4 separate regions of the Mus musculus genome follow, and regions 1, 3 and 4 are each linked to region 2. A link is a contact called in public promoter capture Hi-C and targeted proximity ligation data. All regions are on one chromosome and are shown on one strand. The core of a region is the stretch at or near the end of the contact, and the rest is flanking DNA. Distances in the headings are between cores, read along the strand shown. Region 1 holds the start of Tm7sf2 (transmembrane 7 superfamily member 2). Region 2 holds the start of Plcb3 (phospholipase C, beta 3). Region 3 holds the start of Lgals12 (lectin, galactose binding, soluble 12). Region 4 overlaps Nrxn2 (neurexin II).

Region 1 (2,700 bases), core at 66-2,565, 900 kb after region 2:
CATCTTTTCTCCCCCAGGTGGGGCTCCTGTATGAAGAGGGTGTCCGGAAGGCCCAGAGCAGTGACTCAAGCAAAAGGACTTTCTCTGTGTACAGCAGCTCCCGGCAGCAGGGCCGCTATGCACCCAGCTACACACCCAGGTCAGGCTGCTAGGAGCCTCCCTGAGAGACAGAAGAGGGAGGCTGGGCAGAGTGGCCTCTCACTCTTTCTTTCCCCCTTCCAGTGCTCCCATGGACACAAACCTCCTGAGCAATATTCAGAAGCTGTTCTCTGAACGGATCGATGTGTTCAGCCCCGTGGAATTCAACAAGGTCTGAAGTACCTTCTCCTCTACATCCCAGGGGAAGGGTGGCTCCCACACTAACCCAGAGAGCCCTAGGACCACATCTGAGCAGAATTAAAGATCACTTTACGTAATCTCTGTCTCTAGGTCCAGAGCAAAACCACCTTGTCCACACTTTACTCTCCAAACTAGTCTTTAGTCATCGGGGGTTCCCACTCATATCTTGATCTCTGCCCCTCCGAAGCCCAAGCTCAGCAATATCTTTCCTCCATTTTACTTTGTAGTCAGTGGTGACTGCTGCCCATCGTATTCATGAGGCCCCATCTCTGATCTGACCACCGGGGTTTACCTGCCCTCGCCTTTATGGTGGCAACATTGCATTGTTCCCTTCTTAGCTGAGCCCTAGAAATTTCTGTCTTTATCTCCCTTGCCTCTGCTCAGAATTTGGATGTATCCTCCTCCCCAAAAGACGGCAATCCTGAGCTGCATCCCTGTGTCCACCTGCAGGTGTCGGTGCTGACTGGCATCATTAAGATCAGCTTGAAGACACTACTGGAGTGTGTGCGCCTACGCACCTTTGGGCGCTTTGGGCTGCAGCAGGTGCAGGTGGACTGCCACTTCCTGCAGCTTTACTTGTGGCGCTTTGTGGCTGATGAGGAGCTAGTGCACCTGCTGCTGGACGAAGTAGTAGCCTCAGCTGCTCTGCGCTGTCCCGACCCAGTGCCCATGGAACCTAGTGTTGTCGAGGTCATCTGCGAGCGCGGCTAGAATCTGCCAACGAGTCGCGTAGTAGCCCTATCGCCCTGTCCTCCCTGTGCCCTGTTCTCATCCTAGAGGCCCTTCCCCGCTGGCGGGTTCATGGATCCTTCTAATAAACTTATGTGTCCTCCTCCTTCCTCTTGCCTGCAGGGGCGGGACCCGCCCGGGTTGGGTTTCAGTGCCGAAGCTTCTGAGGCGCCAGCATGGGGCCCGCCTCCCAGCGCTGATTGGCTACTGTGCTGGGCCCAGGGTGGGCAGAGGGCGCGTCCATTTAAAGATCAATGAACAAGAGCAGCAGCTTTTCCACCTCCGTGTCTGATGCAGAGCCATAACCCGGCATGGGGCGGTTTGTGTTTCCTTGATCGACTTTTGTGAACCATTGTTCCCCGGCAAAGCAGAGATCATGACTTCTCGTGAGGCCTCCCAGGCCCCACTGGAATTCGGGGGGCCGTTGGGTAAATGGGAAGGTTTGGGGTGGAGGCTGACCTGATGCCACTTAACGGGAGCAGGATAGGATACGAGCTCTATAGAAGGCTCGGAGCAGAAGGATCCGGTGCGCGGGTGTCGGGGTGTCTGCAGAAGAGGAGGGAGTGCTGACAGCAGCACAGCGGGGAGTTTGTGTAATGAAAGACAGTTGGGAGAGCAGGATGGTCTTTGGGAATGCCAGAGGGCAGAGGAACAAGATGAAAATTAAGATAGGAGTATGGCGCTGGGAAACTGCTAAGCAGGCAGGTGACTCAAGGCGCCCGAGGACTTGAGAGAGCTCTTGGGAGCAGTCACGCTACACAGTGGCCCTCTTTCCAGGCGTCGCGGCTTTACTGATCCTGCTGCCTGCCACCATGTTCCACCTGCTCCTGGCGGCTCGCTCGGGCCCGGCGCGCCTCCTGGCCCTACCGGCCTATCTGCCTGGGCTGGAGGAGCTGTGGAGCCCATGGGCTCTGCTGCTATTGTTCATCTGGCTCGGCCTGCAGGTGGCGCTCTATTTGCTGCCTGCACGCAAGGTGTGTGATCTGTTTTAACACACCAGGGAGGAGGGTGCAGGGAGGGCTGGAGCCTGGGAAGTCATCCCCAGCTCTTATAAAACCTGCCCTGTACCCGCAGGTGGCCGAAGGCCTGGAACTGAAGGACAAGAGTCGCCTGCGCTACCCTATTAATGGTGACTGGGGTTCCCCCCCCTCCCTGAATCGCAGTTAACATGGGTTGGGGTGGGTTCCAAGGGTGGTGGGAGGTTTATGGACCAGCTCTGATGACATGTTTGTGCCCTTATGGGAACCTCGCCGTGCATCTACCTCTTTTGCTACTACTCAGCTCCAGGCCAATGGCCAATGTTCTCCCAGAACTGCGTGTGTGTGTGTGTGTGTGTGTGTGTGTGTGTGTTGGCTTTGGAAGTATGCAAGCCACCCCAGGGCTCACTCTGTGCTGTGGTTCAGGCTTCCAGGCTCTGGTGCTAACAGCCCTGTTGATGGGGCTGGGGGTGTCAGTGGGGCTGCCCCTGGGGGCACTCCCTGGAATGCTCCTGCCCTTGGCCTTTGCGACCACTCTCACCAGCTTTATCTTCAGCCTCCTCCTCTATGCGAAGGCTTTGGTAGCTCCTGCCTCAGCCCTGGCTCCTGGGGGAAACTCAGGTGAGAAGGGTCCCAGTGAGGTAGGGATGAGGTA
Region 2 (2,700 bases), core at 85-2,584:
CTTATAGTCCTTGTGGAGGAGGAGAAGGAGGAGGAGGAGGAGAAGGAAGAAGAAGAGGAGGGAGATGACAGGCCTGCACCCCCCCCCCTTTTCTCCTACAGACCAGGGAGCAGAGGCAGGAAGCAGAAAGAGGGGTTAAATCCTCTCAGGAAGCTGTGTGACCTTGGGCAAGTCCCTTCCCCTCTCTGGGCCTCAAGTGGAGATAACAATCACACCACTGCACAAGGCCACAGCCAAAGACAACTAGATTCATTAAGTTTGCCGCCATGATGGCGATTTGGAGGACAGCCAGTGCCAGGCAGGGCTCCTCTGGAGGCCTGAGCGCCTGGGGCAAAGGCGCCGGTAGGGAAGCTCCTCCTTAGCCGACCCTCCTCCCCCAGAGCTAGCTCCAACTCTTTCTGGGTTTCTAGGTGACTTGGCTGGCCCCTCTGGATGAGTTCTACTTTAAACCTGCTGCTGCTGCCTCCTCTGTATTGGGGGGGCTCCCACAGGGGCCCCCAGGCAGGAGCCCCCCCAGCCAAGCCCTGCGGGGGGGGCTACAGCCCCCACCCCGGCCGGTGCCCATGGGTCTGCCCCTTCGGTTCCTCAGATCACTGGAACACAGATTTCAGGGCACCTGCTGTGGGCCAGGAGCTGCACAACCCCTCCTTTGGGGACACCCACGAGGCTTCTGCCACCTCTGGGCAAACAACCATCTTTCACTATGTTCAACTAAGAGGTTCACTGAGACTGGCTCCCGTCACAGGGTCAGCAGCACAAGAACTGCGGCAAGGTTTTCTCTGGAAAACCAGGATGCCTGGGTCCTCAAAGGAGGTGGCAGCTCCAGGCCTCCAGAGCTAGGGACGGGGGAGGGGCGCCTGCCGGCGGGAGGCCCATTAGCCAGCTAAGTGCTCCCTGGGAGGGGGGACTGTGCTGCAGCAGGAGGGGGAGAGGCAAAGTGAGGGCACGCGGGTGGAGTGGGATGGAGAGAGATGGGGTGACGACGTTTCCTGAGCTCATTAAGTGCGGTAGGAGTCGGGTTGAGGACAAGGGTCTGTGTCCCCTAACCTTATTATCTTCGCCTTTTCCACCTGAGTCCTCAACCGGCTGACCTTGGCATGTCTTGAGCGGCTCCAACACCCGTCTTTCCAGGTGCACCCTCAATAGCACTTTATCTAAGACAAAAAAAAGAGAGTCCTACTGAGTCAGCCGGCCAACAAAGACCCCCCCCATTCCATCCATCATCCCTTTGGCTGCAGTCGCCGCCCCAACCGCGAGGGGGCGCCGCCGTGGGTCGGGCGGCACCATAGCGGTGGGAGGGGGCGGCACCGCCCGACGGGGCGGGGCTCTGCGGGGGCGGGGCCGGGCGCCGAGTCTCCGGTCCGTCCGGGACAGACTGGCTGGCGGGCGGGCGCTGACGCCGCGGGGCCAGAGCGGGCCGCGCGGGAGCGTGTGGAGAGAGCAGTGGCACCGTCGGTTCCCGTCGGGGCTCCGTAGGTCCCCGAGCCGCCCCTGGCTTAGCCATGGCGGGCGCGAGGCCCGGCGTCCACGCGCTGCAGCTGGAGCCGCCCACCGTGGTGGAGACCCTGCGGCGCGGGAGTAAGTTCATCAAATGGGACGAGGTAAGTGAGTGGGCTGTCCTCTGCTCTGCCTAGATCGAAGGATTCCTTCAGTCACATTCGACTAGATGAATGCCAGGGACCCCCACTTCAGTGTTGCCTGACCACCTCACCCCCTATTCCAGCCTTGTTGCACTCCGGAAACTTGAGTCCCCTGTTGTCCTGGTAATTGAAGACTTTGTCGTTGTCCCCGCTCTTCTCCCCCGCAAGACAGTAGCTGTGGTCAATTGGGCTCTTCTTGGCATGGAGACTTTGAACCCCTGTAAATCCTGTCCTTCTTCTCACTCTTTTCCACCCTTGCCAACGATGAATATCAAAGTCTCCATGCTGGTTCTTAGTTTTTGGTCTGGTCCCCAGACCCCTGTTCCTGGCACAGGACCCCCATGGGGGCATAGGACATCCTTGCCTTGGGTGGGGTGCCACTGGGATCCTACTCTTCTCAGTGCCTCGCTTGCCTGAGCCATTATAGTCATCCCTTTCCAGCCTGCCCTGGTTGATACCCTTTCGTCCTGCTTCTGGATTCCAGCGAGCTTTCTGTTCAGATGGGAGCACCGAGCCACCCCTTACCGGAGACTTTGTTCCTTTCCAGGTTCCTCCAACTCTGGGAACTTTGCTCCCCACTCCTTAACTTAGTGACTTTGAACCTCAATAAATCCTGGTCCCCACTTTTTATTGCTTTCTCTCAGGTACTTCCCTGATACTCACCTGCGGCTTCTTATCTAGATATCACGTCTCACCCACGTTTCTGTACTGTTCCCTCTCCTACCCCCTGGGCTCCTTGCTCCCTAGGGCCTCAACTCAGGCGGCCTGAGTTTCCTTACTGTTCCTTCCCAGTCGGGCCATAGGCCTGGAAGACGCTGGGTTTCTTTCCGGCAGGGTGGGGCAGGAGTGAGAACTAAGGGGAGGGGCTGGGGGCGTGGCCTTAGCTGCAGGTGTGCTGGGCAAGGGTGGGTACCCCCGGGGCCCCAGGATACCCCTTCCCCCAGGCCAGACTAAAGGGAAAAGTTTCTCCTTTTCCTTGCAGTGTGATAAACCCAAATAAGGAAGTGGAAACAAGGAGAGGGCCTGGGTTGGGGTGGGGGTGCTGAACAAAGTTTGGAAC
Region 3 (2,700 bases), core at 185-2,684, 640 kb before region 2:
ACTATTCATACTGAGAAAAATGAAACTGGACTACCTAATACCCACATACATAAAAATAATTCCAGCTAAGCTGAATGGTGGTGGGCCAGCTGCCAACTTTGTCCATTCGTCCTGACTAGTTTTTCTCCTAATGTTCACACCCTCTAATTATTCCATCAAGTGTCCAGATGTTGTCAACTGACTCCCAGGTGAAGAAGGTCCCTTTCTTGGTCTGCGGAATGGATTCTTAAGGTATTCTGCAATCGTCCAAGACCCTCCCAGCAGAGACAACTGTATGAGAACAAGGCTGGCTGCCAACCCACAACAGAGGTCCCAGACAACACTTTGATCTTGAACTTCTAGAACAGAGACAAAATAGAGTTCTGTTGTTTACACCCCACCCAATCTGTTGTATTTTGTTATGACAACCCAAGTAAATGAGTGCACCCTCCTCCCTCATTTCCCAGCAGGGCTGATGTGGGGTGGGGGAAGGGCACCACTAGCCTTGGGGACCCAGATCTGACTACAGTGCAGGGCACTATAGCCTGGCTCAACTGGTCTCTCCACCTGCCGTTTCTCCTCCCCACTGTGGCGAACATATCTCTTTCTGAACACACCCAGGATTGGATTTCCCACAGAAACACCTTCAGCTCTCCTGCCACACCTACCCAGCCACAGCTGAACAAACTCCTTGCTTGGCACCCAAAGTGCTTTCAGTTAGAACCCAAGTCAGGGTTTCTCATTAATGCTCAGTAGAATTGCCTGCAAGGCCATTTCCTGGACTTCACTCCCAAAGAGCTTTCTCCAGTAGGTCCCGGGGTGGAGACGCCACAGTTCACCTTTCTGGCAAACTTCTAGGTGGGGAGATCAGGTGAGGTAGACCTGCCCAATCCCTCCGCCAGGCCCCTCACATGGCGCTCTTATCCCTGGAACGACTGTACCAACACCCTGTGTAGCTGACATACCAGGAATTCCCTGCTGCCAAGTCTGACCCCATAGTTAGATCAGGAAACCTCCCAACGTAGGCTAAAGTTGAGGAGTTATGCTATTTTGAAAGAGGAACTTTAACTGGAATCTGAGCCAGGCCTAGAGGCCTCTCCTAAAACAGCAATATGGGTCCAGGCTCAAACACAAAGCCCAGCCATGGTCACCCTTGTGACACCGGGATGAACAAAGGGAGGCTCAAGGAGAAGTGACTTGTGGAAGGACACAGCATGTAAGAGCAGAGGCTGTGTTCCCTCTAGCCAGTGCTGCTTTGTCTGAGACCAAGGGAGCCCTCCTCTGCCTGGCCTTTGTCACTCCACTTTCTTGTGACCCTAGCTGGTCCCTGGCATTTGCAGCTAATGCTGAAATGGCCTCAAGGGACTGAACAACTTGGGGGAAAGGGGAAGAGAGGGGAAAGCAACCAGGGAATGAATGCGGGAGGAGCCAGGAACCTGGGGGCGGGGCCTCTTAAGGAACCTGCACACGTGTACCACCAGCAGCAGCAGCTTCCCTTCCTACTATCCGCTGAAGGCCCAGGTGAGCCCCAGGAAACAAAAGCCCTCGCTGAAATGAGCCGGCCCTAGGCTTCCCTTTGAAGTGGCCAAGTGCTTCAGACACAGACACAGATGGGCTAGTTAGCAAGTCCATGAGTGAGTGCCAGCTACCCGCCCCTGGACGCGCGGGAGTTTCTGCTAGCAGGTCCAGTCCAGCAAAGCTGCTGCTGTACCATCATAGCGGGGGTTGATGTGGTTCCTAGAGGTGGGCCAGTGCCCCTCCCAGGTCGGCTCCAAGAAGCATTAGAACTCCATAGCGAACAAGTAAGACTAACAGCTTGGATAGCTGTTGCAGAGGCTGGGAAAAGTGAGTCCATTCCGTGGGGAATCGCGTTGCTGGAATCAGGATCAGAGGCTGAGTTGAAGTTGCCCCTCCCCCATGTCAACTGACGAACACCTGGACCCGATTCCTGACAGCTTCATCCTGCAGCCGCCAGTCTTCCACCCGGTGAGTAAGCGTAATAAAACGACCAATCAGCTAAATTCCAGCCTGCAAGTGATTGGTCGGGCTTCCAGGATCCTTGCCTATTCAATACGCCTCTTCTGGGATAGATGGCTAGAAGAATGGAGGTGGATTGCTATGAGGGACACTAATGACTAAGGGCAGCCCCTTCTCCAAGCCTGAGGGAAACCCTCCTAGTCAGGGAGAATGTGGATTCCTCTCTCCCTCCCCCTGTTCAGTGCCCAGGAGACTTTCTGAAGCCCAGCCACGTTTTCAGAAGGCCAAACTCCCAGCAGGCACTACCACTAATGAGCACTAATTATTACTTTCCCCTGCTTGGTTCTCTCCTCCTTAGAGACCTCCATCAGAGCAGTTAATTAACACATTCTGCCAAGAGCCTGGGAACTGGAAGCCACTGGGCTGCCTGCCAAGCTGCCATGCCATGTAGAGATCCTGGCCTCTGGCTCCTCCCCCACCCCCACCCCCGCCCCCCAGGTGCCTGAGCAACAGGGCTGAAGCACCTGAAACCTCCTAGGTCCCCACAGCCTGTTGCTTCGCAAGCTAAGACCGCCACCTGGAGGGCTCCTCGGAGTGGTCTGGGCTCTCTGATTGCCACTGGGAGTTGACAAGCCACCTATAAGGGCTGACCCTGTGACACTGCCCCAGGTTCCCCTTCCAGCTTGTCTGCACACCCTCTGTGGAGCACCCACTGTGCTGAGCCTGCTGAAGAGAAAGACAGGG
Region 4 (2,700 bases), core at 110-2,609, 520 kb after region 2:
GGGTATGCCAGAGCCTCCCCGTTCACTTCCAGCGACCTAAGCATGGGTCCTGGACACTGGAGTCCTGTGGTCCCAACTCTAAACTTAGGCCCTCTTCCCCTCCTACATGCTGTCATCCTGGACCCTGCTGCCTTTGCTACCAAAAGTCAACTTCCCCCAGGTCCATTTCCAAAGCAGGAGGCTGCTAAGTGGCTCTCACACTGACAGCTGACAATTAAGCTGCCACAGGGCCAGACAAAGCCACAGGCTTCGCCGTCTCCTCCCTACCAATCCTCTCAACCTCTGCCACCCCGGAACAAAGGCATGTGAGGGAGAAATAAGAGGCTCTGCCAGGCTTCTCCCTGGGATGCCTCTCTAGGACTGCAGCACCAAGTGTCTCCTGAGCTGCCCACCTCTCCTCTCACTTCCTCTTTGGTAACAGCTGTCCTCAGTACCCAGTGACAGGGGTACTCTCAGGCCTTCCCATAAGAGATGAAACCAGTGAGTAAGCTGTCTAGCCCTGCACAGATGAGAAGATTGGAAAGCCATGGAGTGCAGAGGGACAGGACTAAGGCATGTGGGGAGGCACTGCAAGGGACAGGGATATGCACCAGGTGACAGCCACTCTGCCACATTCACCTGGGAGCTCATGCCAGCTCTCCCTCATCTCCCAACTTCCTCCTCTAACCTGAGACAGCCACACTGCCCGGTGAGCGGCAGGGGAGGGCCTGGCTTTCGTGTGTGCATGCTCGTGGGTGTACATGACCTCTGTGTACATGTGTGAGCGTATATGTTTATGCACGTGTACGCATGGACACAGCAACCAGTTCAAGTTCCATTTTTACTGGCAGTCTTTAGTGGGGGAAGCCACAACTCATGGAAGGGCCATAAAGATTGGGGGGGGGGGTCTACAAGTGGATGACAAATAGGAAGACCATGACTAAAAATAGAGAGTTGGGGTCCAGTCTCTCAATTTCACACACCAGAGCACAAGCCCAGGCAGAAAACCAGATTCCAAACCAAAGAGAGCGGTGGCCTGCACCCAGGCAGTGACTTCTGTCCGCTATAAGTAAATACTGATCCTGCAGCCTCCCTAGACGGGTAAGGGGCAAACAGGACTGTGTTTGTCGTGAGGGTCTCCAGGCAGAGACTGAACTCTCTGAGCTTCTCCGGAGATGTTCTCAAGGACCAGGGAAGGAAGGGTAGGCACTGAGAGATGGGCACAGAGGACCACTGTGAGACACCTGTCCTCCCCTAGGAACAGACCCACGGGCCAGCACGGGGATCTCATTGCAGATTCTGCAGACCTCTTCTCCAGCACACAAGCCTGCCTCTCTCCCTCCAGGCAGGCTGCCCACACTGCCCCGCTGCATCCGGATGCCAAGGCACCAGCTGCTGCCCCAGTGCCTGGCATAGCCCTCACTGCAGCTGGCAAGGCCTTCTGTCCTGAGGCCACAGGGCAGCAAGCTGAGGGGGCAGGGCACGGGCCACATTGGGACCATCTGAATCCCTCCCTCTGTGCGGGGGACCCTAAGCGAAGGTGAGGTGACCAGCAGAGACAAGGACATATTTAACGGTGATGTGAGGAGCTCAGTGTAGAAGGGGACAAAGATGGACCCTCAGTGGGACAGGAGAGAAATGGAGACTGGCTGTAAGGGAAGGAGCGGTCACATGGAACCCTATTGATAAAGAACAGGAGGGAACCCTGAGGGGACAGGTAAGGAGGAGGGCCAGCCAGCATAGAAAGGGGACAGGGACCTCTGGGGAACTGAAGCCAAGGCTTTCTGGAGCTTTATTGTTTCCATAGCAACCAGGCCTGCTGCTCAGACACTGACAGAGCCAGGGGGCTCAAGGACCAGAAACAGGAATGCATTTGACCTTGGCTTCACCACCCATACTGTTAAACCCGCCCAGAGGTCAGACCTCCCCTCCCACTCCCTCACCTTCACTGCGGTCAAAGCAAATAACATCGCTGAGACACAGACAGAAGGAGAGGAAAATACGGCAGCCACCTGAAAAAGTGATTGGGACCAAACAAAAGAAGTCAGGGGAAAAAAAAAAAAGGAGAGGCAGGGCTGAGGCTGGACTGTGGCTGCCAAGGCGCAGAACAGAAATGAGGCCGTTCCCGGACTCCTCAGGTGGACCCAGGGGAGGAGGCAAAGCCAGCTATGCCGCAAAGCCTGAGCTGACTGGACCTCAGTCCTCCTGACCTAGAAAGGGAAAGAGATTTCTAAGGTCTGGGGGAGCCTGAACTCATTTAAGAAGAGGGAAGAGGCATGGTAGGCAGGTGGGCAATGGTAGCAAGAAAATTGAAGATGAGGGGAGAGAGAGAAGAGAGAAGAGAGAAGAGAGAAGAGAGAAGAGAGAAGAGAGAAGAGAGAGAGAGAGAAGCAAAGGTGGACCCTCATGGAGACTGTTACTCCAGGGATCAGAATGTGCAGTGTAATGTGATGTGGCCCTGGGAGCTTCTTGGAGCCCTAGCTGGATCTGAGATGCTCAAATCCTGAAGCGCCAGGCAGGGGGCGCTTTCCTCCATCACCCACAGTGGCCAGGCCACAGTCAGGAACTACAACTCCCATCAGCACGTGAGAAACCACAACTCTTAAGAGCTCCTAGTGTAGAAAGGGAGTCACTGCCAATACTTGTTTGCTTCTCCATCAGGGAATCTGTGGCTTCACAAGTGTGCCTAACAAAGCTGAATGTGGCCAAGGACTGAGAGGG

Evidence for each region. Promoter capture Hi-C pulls out the DNA fragments that hold promoters and counts their contacts.
Region 1: a targeted proximity ligation map of extraembryonic endoderm stem cells shows a contact between it and region 2, with 4 times the contacts expected there. A contact is called at or near these places in 1 of 39 promoter capture datasets (liver), 1 of 484 Hi-C or Micro-C datasets (embryonic stem cells), 4 of 130 datasets of targeted methods (bone marrow-derived macrophages, extraembryonic endoderm stem cells, pancreatic cancer cells and 1 more) and 1 of 9 other capture datasets (embryonic stem cells).
Region 3: a contact with region 2 is called in a targeted proximity ligation map of pancreatic cancer cells. A contact is called at or near these places in 1 of 39 promoter capture datasets (liver) and 1 of 130 datasets of targeted methods (pancreatic cancer cells).
Region 4: a promoter capture Hi-C map of embryonic stem cells shows a contact between it and region 2. A contact is called at or near these places in 8 of 39 promoter capture datasets (the C10 cell line, the HPC-7 cell line, cranial neural crest and 4 more), 19 of 130 datasets of targeted methods (the 230-238 cell line, the NIH/3T3 cell line, bone marrow-derived macrophages and 9 more) and 2 of 9 other capture datasets (embryonic stem cells and liver).

Annotation. Positions count from the first base shown.
Region 1 is chr19:6,066,465-6,069,164 of GRCm38.p6, reverse strand. Tm7sf2 (transmembrane 7 superfamily member 2) reads left to right here and starts at 1,315. Exons shown (of 10, transcript NM_028454.2): 1 at 1,315-1,496; 2 at 1,846-2,042; 3 at 2,143-2,197; 4 at 2,472-2,666. The coding sequence starts at 1,445. It overlaps Vps51 (VPS51 GARP complex subunit), which reads left to right. Exons shown (of 10, transcript NM_001081041.1): 8 at 18-139; 9 at 223-310; 10 at 790-1,323. The coding sequence ends at 1,050.
Region 2 is chr19:6,968,448-6,971,147 of GRCm38.p6, reverse strand. Plcb3 (phospholipase C, beta 3) reads left to right here and starts at 1,334. Exons shown (of 31, transcript NM_001290349.1): 1 at 1,334-1,601. The coding sequence starts at 1,503. Gm52400 (a long non-coding RNA gene) reads right to left here and starts at 2,452. Exons shown (of 3, transcript XR_003952919.1): 1 at 2,304-2,452; 2 at 1,048-1,154.
Region 3 is chr19:7,605,927-7,608,626 of GRCm38.p6, reverse strand. It overlaps Lgals12 (lectin, galactose binding, soluble 12), which reads left to right and starts at 1,434. Exons shown (of 10, transcript NM_001356574.2): 1 at 1,434-1,500; 2 at 1,804-1,965. The coding sequence starts at 1,897.
Region 4 is chr19:6,452,235-6,454,934 of GRCm38.p6, reverse strand. The region is part of intron 5 of Nrxn2 (neurexin II); the gene reads right to left. Among named protein-coding and RNA genes, the nearest start is that of Gm14965, 35 kb to the right of the region's middle.